4 separate regions of the Mus musculus genome follow, and regions 2, 3 and 4 are each linked to region 1. Evidence: chromatin contacts called from public HiChIP or PLAC-seq and promoter capture Hi-C data. All regions are on one chromosome and are shown on one strand. The core of a region is the stretch at or near the end of the contact, and the rest is flanking DNA. Distances in the headings are between cores, read along the strand shown. Region 1 holds the start of Tincr (predicted gene, 20219). Region 2 holds the start of C3 (complement component 3). Region 3 holds the start of Tnfsf9 (tumor necrosis factor (ligand) superfamily, member 9). Region 4 holds the start of Tubb4a (tubulin, beta 4A class IVA).

The links. Promoter capture Hi-C pulls out the DNA fragments that hold promoters and counts their contacts. HiChIP or PLAC-seq counts read pairs in DNA pulled down with a chosen protein or histone mark.
Region 2: a contact with region 1 is called in a promoter capture Hi-C map of liver, with 4 times the contacts expected there. The contact joins the promoter of C3 here to the promoter of Tincr in region 1. A contact is called at or near these places in 3 of 39 promoter capture datasets (liver and pre-B cells).
Region 3: a contact with region 1 is called in a promoter capture Hi-C map of liver, with 2.9 times the contacts expected there. The contact joins the promoter of Tnfsf9 here to the promoter of Tincr in region 1. A contact is called at or near these places in 1 of 39 promoter capture datasets (liver) and 1 of 115 datasets of contacts at active chromatin or transcription factors (pancreatic cancer cells).
Region 4: an HNF4G HiChIP or PLAC-seq map of pancreatic cancer cells shows a contact between it and region 1. The contact joins the promoter of Tubb4a here to the promoter of Tincr in region 1. A contact is called at or near these places in 1 of 39 promoter capture datasets (liver) and 1 of 115 datasets of contacts at active chromatin or transcription factors (pancreatic cancer cells).

Annotation. Positions count from the first base shown.
Region 1 is chr17:56,552,662-56,556,046 of GRCm38.p6, reverse strand. Tincr (predicted gene, 20219) reads left to right here and starts at 1,660. Exons shown (of 4, transcript NR_130128.1): 1 at 1,660-1,929; 2 at 2,485-2,598; 3 at 3,051-3,359.
Region 2 is chr17:57,226,443-57,229,827 of GRCm38.p6, reverse strand. It overlaps C3 (complement component 3), which reads left to right and starts at 1,692. Exons shown (of 41, transcript NM_009778.3): 1 at 1,692-1,872; 2 at 2,946-3,135. The coding sequence starts at 1,793.
Region 3 is chr17:57,103,680-57,107,064 of GRCm38.p6, reverse strand. Tnfsf9 (tumor necrosis factor (ligand) superfamily, member 9) reads right to left here and starts at 1,680. Exons shown (of 3, transcript NM_009404.3): 1 at 1,205-1,680; 2 at 779-815; 3 at 1-24. The coding sequence starts at 1,633. It overlaps Gm11110 (predicted gene 11110), which reads left to right and starts at 1,123. Exons shown (of 4, transcript NR_033508.1): 1 at 1,123-1,167.
Region 4 is chr17:57,085,794-57,089,178 of GRCm38.p6, reverse strand. Tubb4a (tubulin, beta 4A class IVA) reads left to right here and starts at 1,579. Exons shown (of 4, transcript NM_009451.4): 1 at 1,579-1,722; 2 at 2,840-2,948; 3 at 3,077-3,187. The coding sequence starts at 1,666.

The sequences.
Region 1 (3,385 bases), core at 411-2,910:
AAACAAAAAGAATTTCATGGAGGCTGGGGGTGAGGCTCCCTGGTAGAGCCCCGCCTAAAATCTTCCCATTGAGGGGCTGGGATGTGACCAGGGATAGAGCCCTGCCTAAAATTCTCCAGTAAGGGCAGGGAGCGTGGTCAGGGGAGGCCTTTCCTTGTCAAATGCCCACCCTCGGTTTCCATTTTTAGTTTTACATGAAGGATGTACCATTTTTCATAAACCTGTTAAGTTGTCTATCCATTTTTCTATCTTATTGTTGGTTTCCAGAAGCTTTTTACGTACGGTGGAAGTCAGTCTTTTTTGTCTATTTTGACTATTGGAAATTTTCAATGGCTTTGTTGCAGTTTTCATGTGTGAAGTGTTTGTGTGTAGGTGTTTTATATTTGCATGTTGTCAGTTATTAATCTTTCAATTAAAGGCTCCCTTTACAGATACTTACTGAACTGTGTGGGTGGTGAATGTGGGCAAATGGGACAATTAATGTCACCCTACACAGCACACTGAGATATATTTTTTCCTATATATTCTCTTACCTGTCTTTTTTGGGAGTAACAGGGGTCATGATCTCTCTTTGATAAAGCTGACCTCACAGGAATCTGCCTGCCTCTGCCTCCCAAATGCTGGGATTAAAGGTTTGCACCACCAAGATGTCACTGGGCTAAATTTTTAGAACGTTCAGTTTGTTTTTCTTTGCGGAGTCAAAGTTAACACCTAGAATGTTCTCTCAGCATTCCCATTCCTGGGTAAGTGTAAGTCAGGGCCTTGTAACAACAATGTCTTTTTACAAGACCCCAGTAGACAGGCAGAGACACTGAGGTAAGGGGAGGAGAGGCTGTGGCAGGAGATGACAGGGTTAGAGGCCACACAGTGACTACTGCATTGTTGCTGGTGACAAATGCCCAGAGTTTGTGTGTCAGAGGCCAAGTGCAGAGGACAAACTGCTCTATCCAGTGGGGCAGTGAGAGCATCGGGGAGGGAAAAGGCGTGCTTTCGGAAGTGTGCTGGAGAGGCGGCTGGCTCCCAGAAATGGCTGTAAGGATCGGGAGGCTGGAACTCGCTTCTCTCCTCATCAAGCACTTGCTGAACTGAGTGGGTGGTGAATGTGGGCAACTGGGAATGTTGAACTCTTACCCATCCCCTGGAGCCCCACCTCCAGTGCACGTGAACTTCCAGGCCAAACCTAGACGTCTGTCTCCCCTACTTAGACCCTGTTCCTAACTTGATGGCCATAGAGGGCAAAGGCCCAAGATTGAGGTTTCTTTGGAGCCCACAGACACAAAACAAGTACAGATACAGATTAGGGAGGAAGTTCTAGAGTGTTCCCTGGAATAATAAATAAATGGGTGGGTGGGTTACACTGCCTTCCTTGCCACCCTTCTCTCCTCCTCACTTCTGCTTCAAAAGCAGGACCCAACTCCACTCCTCCAATACACCAGGCTCTCCATCCTGCCACAGTGCTTTCGTATAGCTGCGTTCTTTGCCCCAGGGCCTTTGATGTATGCTGTGCACAGGAGAAATGTTTGTCATGGAGGCCTGGGCTGGGCCAGCCAATGTCACCACCCCTGTGGGCTGCTGCTGTAGCAGGGCGTGCCTAGGAGGGGTGGAGGCAGGTGGCTCAGCCGGTCTAGCAGGTGCTGACCTGCGAGAGAGTCTCAGGCTGGCAATGGCCATGGAGGAGCTGCGGCGAGGGCTGTCCCGCTGGAAGCGCTACCACATCAAGGTACACCTAGCCGACGAGGCATTGCTACTGCCACTGACCGTGCGGCCCCGAGACACACTGAGTGACCTGCGCGCACAGCTAGTGGGCCAGGGTGTAAGCTCTTGGCGCAGAACCTTCTACTACAACTCTAGGCCTCTGCCTGACCATCAGACAGTTCGCGAAGCTCGCCTGCAGGACGGCTCAGTATTACTTCTGCTCAGCGACACCAGGTGACCAGGGATCTAGGCTGGGACTTGGGCTAGAACCTGGTAGGATCTTGAGCTCTGGCTTATGGAGGTTGGCCCAGTGGGATGGTGATGGCTTGGGGACATGGTGAGAAAGACCTCTGTGACCGTGCCTGCTTCCTCTCGGCTCCATTAGCTATGTCGATATGTGGTGTGAGCTCCAGCGGTGGCTCTGAGGACTCCCTGCCCTCATTTCTGTGTATCTGGCTCTGGCTCAGCACGTCTCTCTGTATCTGTGTCCTGGTCTCTGTCTCTCTCTGCACACCGCCCCTATCTGTTTCTTCATGTCTCCGAGTGTCTCCATCTCTCTCTCAGTTTCTGTCCACTCATCTAAGAGGTCGGTGGGATGAGCAGCCCTGGGCCACTACTGCACTCCCCATCCCAAGCCCGTCACACCTTGTGTCTACACTGGCCTCAGTGTCTCTAGTGGGGCCCGGCTGTATAGTGCATCACCACCAGTATGAAGACACTTCAGAGCGATCCTGGACTAGCTGGAAAGACTTTAGTCGTCACCGCTTGTCTTTATGTTCACCCCCTCAGGTAGGAAATGGAGGAGATGGAGCGATGATTTTAGGGACACAAGATGCTGGCTGAAGGAGCAAACTGGCCCAGGCACCACATCTCTCTCTTCCTGGGAGTCCAGTCGTACTTCAGGTAAGCCATTCATGGGAGGCCTGAGAGATGGTGGGGAAACTGAGGGCCTCATGAGGTGGGCACATTAGCCTTATCCTTCCATCTCCTCTGTTGGCTCAGCACTGGTGTCCCCATCTGTGTGACTTTGAGAAGTTCTCTACTCTCCTCTGGACTCTTTACTTTGATGCAGACATAAACTGACTGTGCTTTGTGGGCTTGGGTCCACAAGAGCTCTGCCTGCAATTCCTGTAACAGACACCAGGACAAACGGAGCAGCTTTGCCTGCAATTCCTGTGGTGTCCACCAGGGGGATCCTAGCACTGTGCCTGCTACAGAAGGGCCTCAGGATTGTGGGCAACCACTGCACTCCCTTCCAAGCCCAGATCCAGGCTATTTGGAGAAGGGAAAAAGGGCCATTAGCTTGGAAACTGCTGGTTGACATCCCTGGGCCCACATGTCCCTTGCTGATCCAGGTGCTGGGCTTCCAGAGAGATGCCAACTCCCCAGCCCTGCTGATGCCCACTGCCTCTGGTGTTCCTGATGGTGACTTCTGACATTGTCGTCCAGCCCTCCATCCCCCCAACCCCGGCAAGGAACCTTCTGGTTGCTCTGTGGCCTTAGGACCCTCCCTTGGGAGCCTCTGCTGCCTGGATCGACCTCTGTCCATCCCCAGAGCACAGCCTCCTCGGGGAAGCTCAACAGGCACACTTCCTTCTTTGGAGGACCCACGGGGCTCCAGCTACGAACAGAACAGGAGGACACTCTGATCCAGGGGGGTCTTGGTGAGCCCATAGGTGTGCAAAGTGGT
Region 2 (3,385 bases), core at 443-2,942, 670 kb before region 1:
TGATCTGGAACAATAATTGTTGAGGCAAATCTGTCACACACAGAAAGCAAGACAGCCCTCAGACGGCCCTCAGGGGAGCTGGGAGAACAATACAGAGAGGAGGTTAATGGTTACTGTGAAACCTGTGTGTTGGTCATGATGGGCCAGAATTGGCCTTTCTAGAAACAGGGTCTGTGTGGCTGGAGAGATGATTCACTGGTTGCCCATACAGAGGATTTGTGCTTGTTTCCCAACACCCGCATGAGGCGCACAAAAACACCTGCAATTCTAGATCCAGGGATCCAACATTGTCTTCTGGCCTCTGTAGGCATCAGGCATACACATGATGCACATATATACATACATACATACATACATACATACATACATACATACATACATACATATATACATACATACATACATACATACATACATACATACATACATACATACATACATACAGGCAAAACACTCCAACACATACATATAAATATTTTAAAAAGAAAAGAAATGGTGTCATGTAGCCCAAGCTGGCCTCTAACTTGCTACATAGCAAGGTTGACTTTGAACTCCTGATCCTCTTGCCTCCAGCATCTCGTGCTGGGATTACAGATGTATGCCACCAGAATCAATCCTATGCTACTGAGTATGGAAGCACTTTCCCACTGAGCTGTATTCTAAAGCCACTATTTGTACTTTTGTCTTAAAAAACCAAAAACCAACCAACCAAACAAACAAAAAAAACCAACTAAGCATTGTGAATCATTATCTGCCTACAACCACAAAACCAACACAACTGAAAGAGATAATATAGGGGCAGGACAAGTCCTAGAGGCAGAGACAAGAGCAGGCTTTTCCTCCATGACTCTCAAAGCCCACCAGAGTCATTCAGCCACCCTGAGTGACAGGGTAGGTAAGGTCCACCTCATTCTTTTCCCTAGAAAGCAAGCATGCCCCCCGGAGGGCGAACTTCTAGGCAGCCTTCAAAACCAAAGCTTAACTGTCCCACTGCCAAGAAACCGTCCCAGATCCTCAAAAAACCAGAATTCTTTCCCACTTCAGAAAATGCTCCACAGAGCTGGGACTCTGGGCTGGGACATGCCCTCACCCCTTATCCTCCTCATAGGAAAGACTTGGATTATAAATGCATAAGTAGGGCTTGGGTAATGCCCAGCAACTGAGGAGGTAGAGGTAGGAGTTCAGAACTGTTTAGCACAGTGGTCTCCACCTTCCTGAACCTGCCACCCTTCCATGTTGTGCTGACCTCCAATCATAAAATTATTTCATTGCTACTTCACAACTCTAATTTTGCTACTGTTCTGAATTGTAAGGTAAATACTGATACGCAGGATATATAATGCAATGCCAAATGTGTCTCGACCCACTGATTTAGCAAGACCTTGGGGGTAGGGAGAACCAGCCATCCAGAAGTGCTGGGTTACTGGGACCCAGCTAAGTGTGGGAGGAGGTCACTCTAGACTTCAATGGTCTCTGGTGTAACCAAGTACAACAGGGACCAGCCCAGGTTCAGCATCTGGCCTTGACCCCAAGAAAAGCCTGAGCCAAGCAGGTACTTTCAAGCTCCAGGGTAATGGAAATGTGCCTAGGGTTACTCACCCCAAGGCTTGTTGCCCCAGGTTTGTGAAAAAGCTTAGGAAACTATGTTGCGAAATTTTGGGCAGTCCCTGGTGCAGGAACAGGGAGGGACCAGAGAGGAGAGCCATATAAAGAGCCAGCGGCTACAGCCCCAGCTCGCCTCTGCCCACCCCTGCCCCTTACCCCTTCATTCCTTCCACCTTTTTCCTTCACTATGGGACCAGCTTCAGGGTCCCAGCTACTAGTGCTACTGCTGCTGTTGGCCAGCTCCCCATTAGCTCTGGGGATCCCCATGTAAGTAGTTACCTTTTGGGGGTGCAGTTTCTTATACAATTTAGGAGTCACCTAGGTGAGTCACCTAGGAGTCACCCACTTGGGGGGAGACAGGGATGTTAAGAATTTGTGCTGGGGGCTGGAGGATGGCTCAGTGGGTATGAAGTCTTGCTGCATGGACATAAGGACCTTAACTCAAACTCCCAGCACCCACAGAAAAGCCAGGAGTGGCCTCCAGAGCCTGTAACCCCACACTGTGGGGCTGGAGACCAGATACTGGGGCTTGCTGACTGCCAGCCCAGTGCCAGGTTCAGAGAGAGATGTTGACTCAAGGTGTGGGGAGGGAGGGGCATAGAACAGGACACCGGACATCTTCCTGTGACGTGACATACATACATACATACATACATACATACATACATACATACATACATACATACAAACAGAGAGAAAGAGAGAGAATGTGAGTGTTTGGGTTGTCTTATGTTCATAGAACTCAGGTATTGTAGCATTGGTGTGCCTACTTATGAAGAAGAAGGTCTATAGATTTATGGTGTCTGTGATGTCTTGTGGTTTAGGCAATGGTAAGTTTTAAGATGTGAGGACTGGAGGGTTGTTGGGGTCTATAGCCCTTGTGTGGACTGTCAAAAGCCAAGCTCAGCATTGGGCCTGATTACATGGACCTGTCATCCTGTCCACTCTGGAAGCCCAGGCAGGAAGTGTACACATTCCAGCCAAGCCTGGGCTACAGAGTGAGTTCAGGGCTAGCCTGAACAACTTAGTGAGATGCTGTTTCCAAACAGAAAAGTGAGGAGAGGCTGAGGTATAGCTTAGTGGTAGAGAGAGCACTTTCTCAGTACAAGCAAAGTCCTTATGGCTGGTACCCAGTGCTGAAGCCAGGAAAAGACAGCTTCTAGTGGCTAAGGGAAAGTGGGCTGTGGTTTGGTACCTTCTTGTGTGGGGAGGACGTGGATCCAGGCATCTGCTCCAGCACTGAGAACTAGAACACGCTAGAACTAGGGACTGGGCCAGCCAGAGTGAGGGCTGAAGTCTCAGGCCTTGAGGTGACATCTGCTCCCACACCCCACGGTCAGGTATTCCATCATTACTCCCAATGTCCTACGGCTGGAGAGCGAAGAGACCATCGTACTGGAGGCCCACGATGCTCAGGGTGACATCCCAGTCACAGTCACTGTGCAAGACTTCCTAAAGAGGCAAGTGCTGACCAGTGAGAAGACAGTGTTGACAGGAGCCAGTGGACATCTGAGAAGCGTCTCCATCAAGGTGGGCAAGGAACTGGAACTACAGTCAGCCGTAGCCCCTTCCGGTCCGGCCTGGGTCCCTCAGGCTGCCTCCTATAGCCTCCTCGGAGCTCCTCCCTTCTGAGTCCCTCCCCTCTGACGCCCCTGCCGTCTGGGTCCCTCTCGTTTGATCTCCTCCCCTCTGAGTCCCCTACCCTTTGAGACCCTCTGCTCTGAGCCCCTTCCCTCTGAGATTCCTCCTCTCAGTCCCTCTCCTCTTGAGTCTCTTCCTC
Region 3 (3,385 bases), core at 431-2,930, 550 kb before region 1:
GAGTTGTATTGCACAACGATGCTTCTAGAAAAAGAACACTGAGTTGCTGAGGGTTGCGGGGTGTGGGGGAGGGGGGAAACCATGGGAATGGGGAGGAAAGAGAGGAGACAAAACAGAAGAAAAGGAGGGAGGGGCCACCCAGAAGGGATACAATTTAAGAAAGTGGTTGTGGAATAAGAACGAGGCAAAGGGGCGAGGGTCTAGAGTGTTAAGAGCGGAGATGCACATGGACTCCTGGAAGGAGCTGAGTAAAGGGGCCACAAGAGGGGAAGGGGGAGAGGAGAAAAGAAGAGAGAGAAATCAGAGGAGTAAGAGAGGGATGAACAAAACTGGGAGAGAGGTGGGATATGGAGAGTGCAGGAAGAGAGTCATCTCTGAGGGCAAATAATTTGACAACTAAGACTTGACAGGGAGAGACTAGGGCTCGGGCTCAATAGGGTGCCTGAAGCCCAAAGGCATTCATTTATCCCAGCCCATTGGAGGTGTTGGCAGCAGGGCGGCCAGCCTCAGCTACATAATGAATTTGGAGGAAGCCTGGGCTACATGGGAGGGATAGAGGAAGGAAAAGAGAAAAGGAGATCTCCCAGAGTCAGCTGGGGGTGAGAATTCTCAATTCTCTGAAAACCTGGATGGGGTCCCAAGGATGACAGTTGGAGCTGTGACAGCAAGTGAGAAAGGCTGAGTAAGTGAGGGAGAGGGACATGACTAGAAGGTTGAACAGGTCCCCTTGTTCAACCTCCCTGCGGGACCCGCTGGAAATAAATCAGGGGGCACTCACGGTTTTTAGCCAGTAGCTTGGCGAACACAGGAGAGCCCTGGGAAGAAAGAAAAATAAAGGTAGATGGTACCTTACATCCTAAAGAAGCAGATAGGAACTCATACGGCCCAGCACACATTGGGGCGTCCAACTTTGGATGGAGAAGGAGAGCCCTGAAGGCCTAAGTGGGACTGAAGGGAACTGCGGTGCACCCTCGGGAGTTCTCCCCCAGGTTTCATAGGTTCATTCAAGGGGTCAAGACGCAAAGGGATTTCCTCTGAGTGCGAGATGGAGAGGGGGTGCTTCAAGCGGAGTAGCAGGAGCAGAGCGAGGCGGGGCGGGGCGGGGCGGGGCGGGGGTGGGGAGGAAGTGCTGTTCTCTCCCTGTCGGTGCAGCGATGCTTCCAGAAGGTAAGAAAGAGTCCCCTAGGGATGAGATGAGCCTCACCTGTTGTGTAGTGTTGGGGCAGCCAATGTGGGAAACAGGGGTGACCTGGTCTGCATTATTCTCTCGGGTACCCAGGTTGGGCGAGGTGGTGATTGTGAGCGCTGGCCGAGGCTCGGTGCGGGTGAAGATAGGAACACAGGCGGCGATCAGAAGCAGCAAAACCAAAGCGACTAGGCCATAGAGCTTTGGGTGGCGGGAACAGAAGTTCAGTGCAGGCGGCCACGCGGCCTCGCGATCCCGAACATTAACCGCAGGGTAGGCAGCATCCGTGGGGAGCGCGGCATTTGTGGGGCGCACAGTATCTGAGAGGAGCGCAGCGTCCGCGAGGAGCCCGGTATCTCTGAGGAGCGCCGCATCCGAGGGGCACGAAGTACCTGCTGGATGTCTGGCATCCGCGGTATCCTCCACATCAAGTGTGTGCTGGTCCATTACCACGGTCGGTCAGTGCACGTCTCCCGCCAGTGCCCGTGCTTTATAGGCTACCGAGGCGCCTTTTCCGGGGAGGGAAGGGAGGGAGGGCAGCCGCGGGGTTCCCGGGCTCCGCGCTCCGCCCCTCGACTCCCGGAACTTTCTCTCCTCCTCCCCCCTTCCCCTCCCCCTTCTCGCCCCTTTCCCCTTCCCTGTCCAGGCCCTGTGCCCGCCCGTCCTTCTTCCCTTTTTGTGTGTGTGTGTGTGTGTGTGTGTGTGTGTGTGTGTGTGTGTGTGTTTGATTTGGTTTAACACTGACACATTAAAGAGCTTTTTATATGATGGGAACCATGTGATATCGGAATCCATTCCCTCCCTGGCCTCTCCTGAATCCACAGCTCTGTCTCCCTTCTTTTTCTGTGTTCCCCACTGGTAGGTTATTTCTCCGCTGCTGATTTTCATTCCTGTTTTTCTGTCTCTCAAACTTCTGTCTCTCTCCTGATCTCTCCTGCTCCCTTTTTCTTCCAACCCCTAGCTCCCCATCCCTGGGACGCCCTAAATGCAGGGGGTTTTGTTGTTGTTTTGTTTTGTTTTGTTTTGTTTTTTGTTGTTGTTGTTTTGTCGAGGACTCTAGGGACATCCAAAACTGCCCACCCATCCCCAGCGGAATCAAAGAGACCTGCTAGGCACCCACTCACTCAGCCTCTTCCTCCCCAGGACCCCATCTCTACCCTGGGCCTTTCCTGGTGTGTCCCCACCCACTTTCTTGGGGCTTCCTGTTAGTAGTCTCTTAGGACTCCAGAAACAGAAGGCTGGAGAGTCCAGATAGAGAAATTCCCCCAGGCAGCGGACACATTTCCAATTTCCCATTCTTTCACTGTTCTTGCCTGAGGTAGAGGCAAAAGGGGGGGGCGCAGAGAAGACCCCCCAAAAGAGGAACTGAGAGATGACTGGCTCTGGGCAAACCTTGGAGACAGACTCCTCAATGTTCTGATCTGGTTAGATCTGCTGAGATGGCTCAGCCAGTAATAGTATAATCACAAGCCTGGTGGCCTGAGTTCAGTCCTCAGGACCTACATGGTGGGAAGAAAGAACTGACACCCAGAAATTTGTCCTGAAAGTGCCCTTTGACCACGACATGCATACCATCAGTAAACATAATTAAAAAAAAAAAAAGTACTGATATAACCAGACCATTTATCTCAGCAGGAAACAACAAGCTATAAAATGGGGAGTTGTTTGTTTCTACATAGGGTCTGGTCTTCGCCTTGCAGCCCTCCAACTCACTAGACAGCCTAGGATGACTCTGAACTTCTGACCCTCCCCAGTATATTGGGATACAGACACAGACAGGCATACACCCTCAAATCCAGCTTCTTCTGTGTTGGGGAAGGAGCGCAAAGCCTCGAGCTTACTGGGCCAAGATTCTTACAACAGAGACCCAGCCCAGGCCCCACCTGCTTTTTTTCCATACTGGGCATGGAACCTACTGAGCTCCCAGCCTGGGAGACGTGCACGGAGCCCCCTCTGGAGACACCAGCCACCCCTTCCTTCTGTTTTATTCCACATCAACTTCCCCTGGGAATTACAGGAAAACCCCAGCTTGGGGTCAGGGGAGAGGTGGGGGAGGTGGGACATTAAAATGACACAAAAGACACTTGGGTGATCTAGAAATTGAAGGTTCCACCCAAGGAGCAGCTGCAGGGCACCAGCGGTGACTCAGCTGTGGGAACTCTGGCCCTCACGCAGACAGTGGTCCAACCTCTCTCTGCT
Region 4 (3,385 bases), core at 330-2,829, 530 kb before region 1:
GCAGTACAGAGACAGACATGCAGGCAAAACACCCATACACATAAAAATAAATAAACAAAATAAAACCAAAACAGGAAGACTTGAAGTTGGGGGTGGTGTCAGGGTGGATCTGGAAGAAAACAATCTGGCTAAGAAAGGAAGAAGGGAGTAAGGAAGAGGGGGAGGGAAGGAGAGAGAGAGAGAGAGAGAGAGAGAGAGAGGAGGGAGGGAGGGAAAAGAGTCAGTCTTTGGCCAGCTGGCAACATCACAATTGGATCTATAATGAGGGAAAGCTGTCATGGTGTTTGTGAGCTGGGGCTCAATGGGGAGAGCACTTTCCAAGCATGCATGAGTCCCTTAGTCCTGTGCCCAACTCCATATAACCCCAGGGCATGGTGGTGCACACTCAGGAGGTAGAGGCAGAGGATCAGGAGTTTAAGGCCAGCTTGTTTACTTATTGAGTGGGAGGTCAGCTTGGACTGCATTGAGTGAGAAGTCAGCTTGGACTACACTATGCAGTCCCGAGGGGAAATCTCTCAAAGCAAGGAACACAGCAAGTAGCACCTATAACCCCTGGGGATGCTGGAGTTGGGGTGGGGAGCAGAAAAACCCATGGAATCCAGCACAAGAAGACAGTCTATGAATAGAACATTATGGATGGTAAAGATCAACAACGCATGGACACACTCTAACTTGAACCTATGCTCAGATAAACTCATGAACATACAAGCATGTTTCAGATGTCACTTTTAGACTATGTCACTTTTACAGCTATGTTGTAGATCTCTTGTAATCCTAGCATTCCAGAGATTGGAGGCAGGAAAGCCATGAGTTCAAGGCCAGCCTGGGCCATATAGTGATATAGGGGAACAATAGCTACATGGGAAAACTTGTACTTAAAGAAATAAATATCAATAACAAAGCAAAGATATGTTGAGGTGGGGAAAGCTCTCTGCTGTTGGTGGGATCCAATTATTTGTCTTAGCCCTAGTTTCTGAGACCTCCTGGGGGGTCAAGAGCCTTCCAGCGCTCCTCAGAACATAGAAGGAAATCTGTAGAAGGGTTCCAGAAGCGACTTCCAGGACTCAGCAGTGTCTCACATGCACCTGCCACCTTCAAACCAAACTCCACTGTGGAGAGCCTGGAGCTCAGAGTCACCGTTCTTCCCCACCTATACAAAGGTTCTAAGGAAGGGGGTCTCGAAGGAATGAAGAAGGGAGAAGCAGACAGAGAAATTGAGGCAGGGGCTGGGGCTGAGAGGGAGGACATTGTCCTAGATGCTATTTACAAGATTCCGAGGTGCCTTTCCATCCAGTCTCTATGAAATCAGAGTGGAAAGAAAGAATGGTGCCTGACAACGGAGCCTGAGGGGAAACTAGAGTGGGGATACACCGGGACCCTGAGGTCTCAGAGAAAGAGCTTGACGGAGGAGATCCCTACTTTTCCGAGGCCCCTCCCTCCATCCTCCTCCATTACTCCAGTCCCTCCATCCTTCACTGCAAGCATCCTAGGCGGGCCCAGGAGGCGGAGCACGCGGGTGACCCAGCGGTGACGTGAGTACTGCTCCGCAAATATAGAGACGCCCGGGGGCGCAGAGACAGAGCTCCGCAGCCATCTCGTCCAGAGCTAGAGCCACAGCGGCCGGTCGACACCCGTCCATCAGACGCCACCAGCAGCGCCACCACCATGCGGGAAATCGTGCACCTGCAAGCCGGTCAATGCGGTAACCAGATCGGGGCCAAGGTGCGTCGGACTGAGTAGAGGGTGGGAATGCACAGGGGCTCAGAGAGGGGTTATTGGCTCTCCCAAGGCTCACCCAGGAATTTTGCATCCTAGGTGGAGGAGGGGAACCAGGGCAGAGCCAGACTGGGAACAAAGAGGCTGATGGGGGCAGGGCCTGGCCTTATGTCTCTTGGCCACAGCTGGCCTCACAGCTGGGCCACTGTCACCCTCAGTTGCCTGGAACGAAGAGGCACGGCCCCTCCTCCCAGGGCTGCTGCCGGGATGGACTGGCACCAAGTGGCTCTGGTGGGGCCAAGCCTCTCCCTACCCCCAACTTCTCCCTTCTTGCTGGCTCATGCTTTGCTGTGGCTCTGAGTTCCCAGTTACCTCACAGACAGACAGTCAGCAACTGAAGAAGTGGCTTTAAGAGTGTCCTAGACACAGCATCTCTCAGCCCTTCCCGACTAACACTGTGACCCACTCTGACATCTTAGCACTTGGTGGATAGAGGCAGGAGCCCAAAAATAGCTTCCCATACACAGTAAGTTGGAGGCCAGCTTGGGCTACGTGAAACCCTGTGTCAAAAAAATAAGGGGTGGGGGCTATAACTCAATAGGTTGAACCTTTGCCCAGGTGTTGTGGTATACACCTGTCATCCCAGCCACTAGGCTAGGTTGAGGCAGGAGGATCAAGAGTTCAATATCATCCTAAACTATCTAGTGAATTTCAGGCTAGCCTGGGCTTTGGGAGACACTGACTAAAAAAATAATACAAACACATACATACATACATTCATACATATATACATATATATATACATACATACATTAAATTTTAAGACAATAAGTAAAAAAAAAAGCTATTCTACACATTTCATCATCAAACAAACAATAGGACAAGCAACATGGTTCCCCCAGGGCTCATGGCCAAGATTGACAACAGGAGCATGCATATGAATGCACACACACAGAAAATGGTTTTTTAAAAGGTTTTAAAACTATAACAACAAAAACAAAAACAAAAAAACTATAACAACAAAAGGAAAATCTATTCACTTTGCTCCCCCCTCCCCCTCATTTTGCTCCCCTCTCACTTTGCTCCCCCTCCCCCTCACTTTGCTTCCCACCCCCACCCCCAGTTCTGGGAGGTCATCAGTGATGAGCACGGCATCGACCCCACTGGGACCTATCATGGGGACAGTGACCTCCAGCTGGAGAGGATCAATGTCTACTACAATGAGGCCACAGGTAGGGTAGTCAGTGGGCTGGCACGGGCGTGGGAGTGGGGGGGCACTGTCACGAAGGGACAGGATGTGCCCTGGAGCCTGCTGGACCTGGCACTCAGCCCAGCCACCCTCCATCTGCCATCCCCACAGGTGGAAACTATGTTCCCAGAGCCGTGCTGGTCGACCTGGAACCCGGCACCATGGACTCTGTCCGCTCCGGCCCTTTTGGCCAGATCTTTCGGCCAGACAACTTTGTATTTGGTGAGTCCCTCTCTGGTGTGGGTGCACAACACTTTTGTTTTCGTTTCTAAGTGCTTTAAGAACATTCTGTAACTAGCACCAAAGAACCTACCTTGACAGGGCAGTCAGGGATTTGATTAGGCACATCAAGAGAACCCTGGGGAGACATCAGACACAGCTGAGGGGCTTCCTTAAAGAAAAGGTTCTGGGTTTAGATGG